Regions from separate parts of the Sus scrofa genome. Here region 1 is linked to region 2. The links are chromatin contacts, called in public HiChIP or PLAC-seq maps. All regions are on one chromosome and are shown on one strand. The core of a region is the stretch at or near the end of the contact, and the rest is flanking DNA. Distances in the headings are between cores, read along the strand shown.

What was found. HiChIP or PLAC-seq counts read pairs in DNA pulled down with a chosen protein or histone mark.
Region 1: a contact with region 2 is called in an H3K27ac HiChIP or PLAC-seq map of alveolar macrophages. The contact joins two enhancer-like sites. A contact is called at or near these places in 1 of 5 promoter capture datasets (liver) and 2 of 2 datasets of contacts at active chromatin or transcription factors (alveolar macrophages and skeletal muscle).

What each region holds. Positions count from the first base shown.
Region 1 is chr14:39,530,443-39,534,840 of Sscrofa11.1, reverse strand. It overlaps HECTD4 (probable E3 ubiquitin-protein ligase HECTD4), which reads right to left. Exons shown (of 76, transcript XM_013990365.2): 71 at 3,495-3,598; 72 at 3,021-3,242; 73 at 1,103-1,269; 74 at 667-862; 75 at 1-99. Among named protein-coding and RNA genes, the nearest start is that of TRAFD1, 47 kb to the left of the region's middle. Within about 2 kb of position 2,475, at least 26 of the 83 cell types and tissues checked have an H3K27ac peak or open chromatin away from gene starts, as enhancers often do. A contact at or near this core is called in alveolar macrophages, where this site is marked.
Region 2 is chr14:39,331,680-39,336,274 of Sscrofa11.1, reverse strand. All of the region lies in intron 1 of HECTD4 (probable E3 ubiquitin-protein ligase HECTD4), which reads right to left. Among named protein-coding and RNA genes, the nearest start is that of HECTD4, 7.3 kb to the right of the region's middle. Within about 2 kb of position 2,179, at least 2 of the 83 cell types and tissues checked have an H3K27ac peak or open chromatin away from gene starts, as enhancers often do. A contact at or near this core is called in alveolar macrophages, where this site is marked.

The DNA.
Region 1 (4,398 bases), core at 1,226-3,725, 200 kb before region 2:
CTTGCACAGCTCCTCCTGGGCAAACATCTCCAGTGCCCCCCAGAAGAACTCGATGTGCTGGTCTGTCTCCATCAGCCCCACCTGGTACATGGTGTGGGCCTGGGGAAGAAAGGCCCACACATGTGAGCCGGCCTGCAGTGGGCCAGAACCCGGAGCGGGTGCCGCAGGGAAACACGGCCGTGGGACACAGCGAGTTGCCAGGATGACAAGGTCCACAGAGGCAGCGGCTGTCTGTGTGACCAGCCTACACAGGAGGCCCGGAGCAGGGGCTCTACTATGTTACCGCCTCTGTGTAACACACACACACCTCAGTACACTAAAATGAAACTCACTGGGTAGGTCCTGTCACCATTCCCACTAGAGGTGAAGTCACCTGGCAAGGTCCCCGGCTGGCATGGGCCAGGGTGAGGAGTGGAGGGGGCTTGGCAAGAATATGCCACCTGAGCCTGGGGGTTCATTCATGGGCTCTGGAGGCAGGGGACCTGGGTCTGAGGTCTGACTCTGCTGCTTCCTGGCTGGGTGACCTTGGCAAGTGACTCTCTTACAGTGAGATGGGAGTGAGCACAGCTCCCCCCGACAGGAGGGGGACAGAGGAAGTACTGTGACATGTGACGGGCCACTGCAGACATGCCTGCCAGCCCAGCCCAGCCCGGCTTTGCCACCGACCTTCAGGAACTCAAGGTTGATGTAGGGGAGGCCGCACGTCCGCAGCTCCATCTCCAGCGGGCTGAGCGTGGTGAGCAGCTGCAGGGGGATGATGGAGCCCAGCCCCGCCCGTACGGCCGTCACGCACTCCACGTTCTGCAGCTCCCGCAGCCGCAGGCTCCGGATGGTGGCCGCGTAGATGTCCTTGTTCTCCCACCTGCGGGCCACGGGGGACGCGGTGAGGGACGATGCCCAAGAGGCTGCTCTGGCGCCAGAGGACCCCAGACTGCTACCTGGATTTCCCGGGCCTGGCAGCTCAGTGACTCCCCTCTGCTCTGGGTCCACCGCCTCAGCCCGGCCACTGAAGATGTTCCACCAGCTCTCCCGGGGCCCACGGTCCAGCCCACATCCTCCCCCTGGTGAGAGCCACTCGGCCCAACCGAGGCCGCACACTCACGCCACAGGGATGTGCCGGCCGCGGCTGCACAGCTCCACCTCCTCGCCCGTCATGGTCAGGTAGGTGAACCGGCAGCAGGGCTTGTTGGGCCCGTCGGGGCTCTCGGTGGCCAGGTGCTGGGAGGCGATCTCGGCGCACAGGGCCTCCAGCTCAATCTCGTCATTGATCTGGAGGGCAGAGCAGAGCGAGGCTGACCCAGACTGACCCAGGCCCCCGGAAGATGGAACCCCAACCCAGTTGGGCAAACACCAGGTACTGCCTGGGTAGGGGCTACCGTGGCCACTGTGAGTGGGTAGATGGCAGAGGCCTGGCCTGTCAGCCTTGCCATGACTTGAAGGTTAGGCACATGACCCAGGCCTGGCTAATGGGACCCAAATTACAGCCACCCCAACTGGGCACGGCTGAAGGTGGGTGCCATCTTGAGATCAGTCATTGACAGCATCATGGAGGTACCTGGATTCTGCCCTAGAGCCAAATCTGCATCTGTACTTTTAAGAGTGAATCATTTAAAAAAAAGGTATGTGTGGGGGGAGTTCCCGTTGTGGCTCTGCAGGTTAAGAATCCAACATGGTCTCCATGAGGATGCAGGTTCGATCCCTGGCCTTGCTCAGTGGGTTAACAATCTAGTGTTGCCATGAGCTGTGGTGTGGGTCGCAGACGTAGCTCGATCTGGCATTGCTGTGGCTGTGGTGTAGGCCAGCGGCTGCAGCTCCCATTTGACCCCTAGCCTGGGAACCTCCATATGCCACGGGTGTGGCCCTAAAAAGAAAAAAAAAAAAAGTTTCTCATCTGGATTGAGCTGGGGTTTCTGTCCTCAGAGGGCCCTGACTTGATTCCCCTTGTGTGAGGTATGTGGGCCACCTCTCTAGCATCGGCACCCCATTGATGGAAATTTAGGGTTCACAAGACCCTGATGAGCATGCTGGGCTACTGAGGAGAGGATAGGAACTGACCCAGCGGAAAAGCCTGCGGCTCTGGGGTGGTGATGACAGCGGGCACCCCTGACAAGTTCAAGGCGTTTCTTTCTGGTTTCTGTGCCTCCTCCTTCTCCCCTCCCCAAGATGGTTCTGTATCCCGGCTTGCCTGTCCTCCCCAGACAGAAGCCTTGGCTGGACTGTCTGCCTGGACACCAGCTTTTTTGTTTTGTTTTGTTTTCATTTGTTTATTCGGACACTATCTTAGAGGCCCTGCCAGTCTCAGGCCTCTGCTGCCACCCACAGCTCCTGAGGACTTCTCACAGCAGTGGCTGGGAACGACTCATAAATCCCCAGTCCACGGGGGGTGTCCTGCTTTGACCCTTCAGACAATTCACGTCAGCCCTGTCTGTGCTGCAACGCCCGCTGCTCGCCAGGCGCCTGGCTCAGCTGCTCCCACATGCTGGCTCCCCCAAGTGGCAGCTGTGGGGATTACAGAGAGCAGGTACTGGGGGCCCCTCAGAGGGCCTTCACGTCTGTGTCACCGGAGGCCCACCAGCTGGCACTTCCTTCAGCAGTTGTCCCCCATGGAGAGCAGCCTTCTTCAGGCCTCAGGAGAGGGAACAAGTGCTGTGTTCCCAGCGCTCTGCCTAGGTGATGCCCCAGAGCTGATCTCCTGCGCCCTTCGTGAAGCCCCGAAACGAAGCTCTTAAAAGTGAAACCAGCTCTGCGTGGAGCAGTTCCCACCCAACACCTCTGCTCCCTCTGCTGTGGGGGCCCCTTCCCCCTGTGTCCTTACGAGGTGGGGCAGATGGTAAAGGAGGGAGGCCAGGGGCTCCGGGCCCCGTGAGGCAAGCCTCGCCAGTAGATGTGCCTCATGCTCCCTCATGTTCTCTGGGAGGTCCCTGTCAGTCCCCAGGGGGGCCACAGAGGCCTAAGCAGAATGGCAGGCCACTGCTCTGGGGTCCTGCTGTCCCCTAGAAAAAAATGTGTTTTTTACTTACACTCTCAAATTTCTTGACATAATTGTAGGTGAGGATGTCTGCTTCCTGCAGGTCTTGGTCAGGGTCCAGGGGCTCCCCTACCAGCGTCTTCCAGAAGGAGGGCAGGAGGTCCAGGGGAAGAGGGACATCTGCTCGAATTGCAATTCCCAGCAACTGGCCCAGGAAGTGCAGCAGCTGCTCCTCCCCGTAGGTGATGGGGCTTGGGGTCAGGATGTACTTCCCCTGAAAGTGGAGGCACGCGTGAGCTGACCCACCTGTGCCTCTACTGGCCCCAGGAACATGTGTCCCAGGCTCACGTGACCCATGGCAGGCAGGAGGGAACCACTGCAAAGGGAGGCCCTGCCCAGACCAGGAAGGCTGGTGAAGCACCAAGCTGACGAGGCCATGCACCTGGCGAGCCACTGCTCCCAGGGAGCTGACTGCCGGGGGGGCGGGGGGAACACTAGCCGCAGCTGCCGGGGCCTGGTGTCTTACCTTGTTCTTGTTGACGGCGGAGCTGGGGCACAGCAGGAGGAGGGACAGTGAGGAGCTCTGCAGCTCTTTGCACACCTGCCACAGGAAGTGGCGGAAGGAACCGCCTACACGATAGACAGGGACCCATCAGCCTTCCCTGCCTGTAGGCCCTGTCCCCATCAGGAACGTCAGCGCCTCTGCCCCCCACCCCTGACCCAGGCTTCAGTGGCCTAGAAAGAGAACTCGCTGAGGGCTGGGAGAACACAGGGCCACTGATGAGCTGGGCGATTCCTGGGAATCACGTTCCTGCTGGAGCCAGCCTCAGCCCCTCATCTCCCAAAGGCGGGCAGTGACTGTCCCGACCTCCAGGCTGGTTTCAGGGATTGAGTGAGATCAAAGGCAGGCCCTATGTGGGACACCTATCACAGTTGCAAGTTGACAATGATGCTGAGGGCTTGTAGGACCCATGTTTGCCTCCTGTGCTGGGCTGGAAGCAGGGCTCCATTTCACTCAGAACTGTGTCCAGCCAAGCCCGGGACCTCAGTGTGCATTCAGTGTGTGTATAACTACACGGATGGACGCATGACACAGGCGAAGGGCAGTGGGCAGTGATCGACTCCTCTCCTGCTGCCACTCCAAACCTGCCTTTGGGTTTTTGGCAAAACTCTTCTCTATGGCTGGGGCTCCCTTGCTCTCCCCTGTGCATCCCCATTGGTGTCCTGAGGCATGAGAACAGCTGTGCACATACCGCTTGGTCAGACCCACGGGGAGGACTTGGCTGGGGAGATGTCAGGGCTTGGCCTTCACTCGGTTCCAGGAGAAAAGCAGGAGACTCTTGTCTCCTGAAGCCATCAAGGGCTGGGCTTTGGAACTGGACAGACCTGGGTTTGAACCCCAGTGAGCCCCCTGACCCTGGGAAAGCTAC
Region 2 (4,595 bases), core at 930-3,429:
AGCCTGGGAACCTCCATATGCCGCGGGAGCGGCCCAAGAAATAGCAACAACAACAACAAAAGACAAAAAGACAAAAGACAAAAGACAAAAAAAAAAAAAAAAATGGGGGAGAAAAAGTAAATTATATAAAGATATGTCTAGCATCAAAACTTTTATACAAGATTTCCCATTGTGGCACAGCAGAAACGAATCCGACTAGGAACCATGAGGTTGTGGGTTCGATCCCTGGCCTCGCTCGTGTGGGTTAAGGATCCGACACTGCCATGATCTGTGGTGTGGGTAGCAGACACGGCTCAGATCTGGCACTGCTGCGGCTGTGGCATAGACAGGCAACTGTAGCTCCAATTGGACCCCTAGCCTGGGAACCTCCATATGCGGCCCGAAAAAGAAAAAGAAAAAAAAAGTGTTGCGGTTCCCGTTGTAAATGAGCCGTAATGAACCTGACTAGTAACCATGAGGATGCAGGTTTGATCCCTGGCCTCACTCAGTCAGTTAAGGATCTGGTGCTGCCATAAGGTGTGAGCTGCAGTGTGGGTAGCAGATGTGGCTTGGATCCTGTGTTGCTGGCGCTATGGCCAGCAGCTGCAGCTCCACTTCAACCCCTAGCCTGGGAACTTCCACATGCCACACATGCAGATCTAAAAAGCAGAAAGAAAAAAAAAAAAGAAAGAAAAGTGTTTTGGGAGTTCCCGTCATGACGCAGTGGTTAACGAATCCGACTAGGAACCATGAGGTTGAGGGTTCGGTCCCTGCCCTTGCTCAGTGGGTTAACGTGGTGTAGGTCGCAGACGCGGCTCGGATCCCGCGTTGCTGTGGCTTTGGCGTAGGCCGGTGGCTACAGCTCCGATTCAACCCCTAGCCTGGGAACCTCCATATGCCGCGGGATTGGCCCAAGAAATAACAACAACAAAAGACAAAAAAAAAAAAAGAAAAAAGAAAAGTGTTTTGTATACACGTACACATTCAACAATGGTCTTGAAGAACATACAAAAAAATTTATTATTGATTGAACTAAGGTGGAGAGTAGGATGGAGACATTAGTGATGGTAGTCAAAAGGAATTTCAGTTTTACCTGCATTTTTTTATAAGAATGTATTCCTGTATTAGCTTTAAAAAATTTAATAACTACGAAAAATGTTAAAAATGCAGGATCTCTGTTCATAGACATATTCGAATAAAATATTTTAATTACCAAAAAGTGCAAGACCAAAGTAATGGTATACAATCTCTGCAGTTTTATCTCCTTCTGAAGTAACCATGCATCTGTCCCATAGCTGACCACCTGCTGTTACTTACGTTTGTCTACAACTATTGACTAAACATCTTATGAAGCAGACTACACCCCCACCACCACAAATGTAAAACAAGACAGAAAGAGGGGGAAGGGAAGAGAAAGCATGAGGCACTTTCAGGAACTGACAGTCCTGTCATAATTATCACCATAGGTAACTTACATAACTTAGGAAAGAACAGGTGCATGACAATCCACCCAGTAGGTGGCACCTTGTGACAGCCAATATGGAAGCCAAGAAGATAGATAACAATCAAAACTGATTTATTTAGCAAAATCCTAAGCACACAATTGGTGGAAAACTGAAATGAAGACTATTATCTCATCTGTCAGCCAGATTCCAAACAAACTGGGAAGGAAGAGAATTCCAGAGGGATCACAAACACACAAAAAAGCACTATCTCCACTATTCACTACTAGAGAAAAAAGTTGCTGATAGGATAGTTTTGCTTTCATATACAATGAGCAGATAACTAAATATACATAAAATAACTTTTCAGAAAAATAGTACTTCCTAAAGAGAGTTCATATACTGTAAGTACATTATCAAATCCATCCTTATCTAATCTTCACATTAACCCTATTATTATCCCCCTCTTAGAGATGACTAGTCAGTCTAACAGTGGTTTTCTAGCCTTGACCCTGGGCTGGAATCAGATCTATTTCAGCCTCAGCTTTACTACTAACTCTAAAATCTTTGTCAAGTTACTTTATTTCTGTGCTATGGCTTCCTTATCTGTAAAATAAAGATAACAATAGCATCAACCTCAGAAAGTTTCAGTAAGGATTAAATGAGATAATGGGTGGGAAGTGCTTAGCACAGAGCCTGGAATGCAATATGCTGACACTGTTGTCCTGGTGGTGGTAGAAGTGGTGACAATGATGACAAAGAAGTTGCAGTGGAAGAAACCAGGGATTACTAAAGGTAATTGAACTTTCCCAAGGTCACACAGCTAATAACGGGCAGAGCTAGAATTTCAATCCCAGACTGACTCTTTAAATCTGACTTTAACCTCTGGGTAATGCTGCTTCCCATAGTCTCCAGGTCCTTTATCCTAACTTAACAGCTAGCCAGCCATGCCTGAGAGTTTTTGAGCCGTGTGCTAAGGCTCACAGAATACTGTACCAAGATTCAGTGACTCTTATTCCAGTGCTCATTAATTACCTGAGAATTAATTCTGTTGGTGAACAAAAATAGTTTATTCACTTATTCATTAATTCTTCCAAATGTAGAATTTGGAATTCTCTAAAAGTACATAAAAAATTCTATAAAAAGTATTTTCCAAAGAATTCTGACCAAAGGATAATAGGTGGTAGTAGCCTCCTGGGAGAACAGATCAACATTTATGAATTTAAATATCATCTCAAAAATAAAACAAAATAAATAAATATTGTCTCAAAGACTGCACTGAGTGTAACATAAGTATTCAAAGCCTTGACTACTTCAGTTGATCACCTCCAAACCCAAATGCTCCTTCACTTACATGACAAAAAAACAAACACACTCCAAAACTTGCCAAGTCTGTTTCACTTCCTAAATAATATCAGTAAAGCATTCTGGGCTTCTGTGGGTTTTGTTTGCTTGTTTTATTGAGGTATAACTGGCATACAATAAACTGCACATATTTAAAATGTACTGGAGTTCCCTGGTGACCCAAGGGTTAAAGGATCCAGGGTTGCCACTGCTGTGGCTCTGGTGTGATCCCTGGCCCTGGAACTTACACATGCTGCAGGCATGACCAAAAAATAAAACATAGAATTTGATGAGTTTTGACATACGTATGTATACATACAACATGAAACCATCACTACAATCAAAATAGGGAACATAACTATCACCCCAAAAGTTTCCTCATTAGCCTTTGTAATCCTTTCTCCCATCCTTCCTGTCTCCCATCCCATCCCCAGGAAACCACTGATCTGCGTTCTGTAACTACAGATTAGTATACATTTCCTAAAATGTCATATAAACGGAATCTTACAGTGTGTACTTCTGTATGACTGGGTTGTTCCGCTCAGCATAAATCTATTGTGTCAGTGTCAACAGCACATTCATTTTTATTGCTGAGTAGTATTCCATTATAAGAATGGACCACATCTGTTTGTCCATTCACTTGTTGATGGACATTTTGATCATTTCCAATGTTTGATAATAACAAATAAAGCTGCCATGAACAGACATGTTCAAATCTGTGGATAGTGTTGAGGAGGTCGCATAGGAAGAGGGTCCTCGTTAACAAACACAATGAAAAATGAGCAATACTAACCAAAATGCTTGGGTTCAAAATTAGTTTAAACTACACTATATGGTAAAAAATATCTTGGCTACCTTGAGCAAGTCATTTAGCTGTTCTGTCAACATCCACATGTATGATGCCTGTCCCCACCTGGAGTTGGTTAAAAAAAAAGACAGAGAGAGAGACAGGAAACTGAAATCTTCTGGAATTTCCACAAATAAGCTAATGCTTTGGGGTTTGGTTTTTTGGTTTTGTTTTTGTTTTGTCTTATTAGGGCTGTACTGCTGCATATGGAAGTTTCTAGGCTAGGGGTTGAATCCAAACTGTAGCCGATGGCCTACACCACAGCCATAGCAAGGCGGGATCCAAGCGTGTCTGCGAACTACACCACCACTCACAGGAAAGCGGGATCCTTAATCCACTGAGCAAGCAGAGATCAAACCCACATCATCATGGACACTAGTCAGATTCACTTCCGCTGCACCACAACAAGAACTTCAGCTAATGGAGTTTGTAAATTTCTTGTAAATTCCCTTTATTTTAAAAAGACTAATGTTCTATGAAATGCAACACAAAATTCAATAATAATTTGAATAGTCATTTTTAAGCTATCGCTTTTTTTTTTTTGTCTTTTGTCTTTTTAGGGCTGCACCTGCATCATATGGAGATTTCCAGGCTAGGGGTCTAATCCGAGCTACAGCTACCAGCCTACACCACAGCCACAGCCACACGAGATCCAAGCCGCGTCTGCAACCTACATCACAGCTCACGGCAATGCCAGATCCTTAACCCACTGAACGAGGCCAGGGATCGAACCCACAACCTCATGGTTCCTAGTTGGATTCGTTTCCACTGCACCACAACAGGGACTCCAAAGCTACTGCTTTTTTTATTTCTCTTAAATTTATATTTATTTCAAAACCTAGAAAATAATTTCACACATGCTTTCACTCTTTGTCAACAACATAAAATTAAATACAAATAGCCATTTTAAAGGCCAAGAAAGAGCTTTACTCTGCATCTTTAATTCACCCAGAGTAGATTCAAAGTCCTTATCTGCAAGGCCC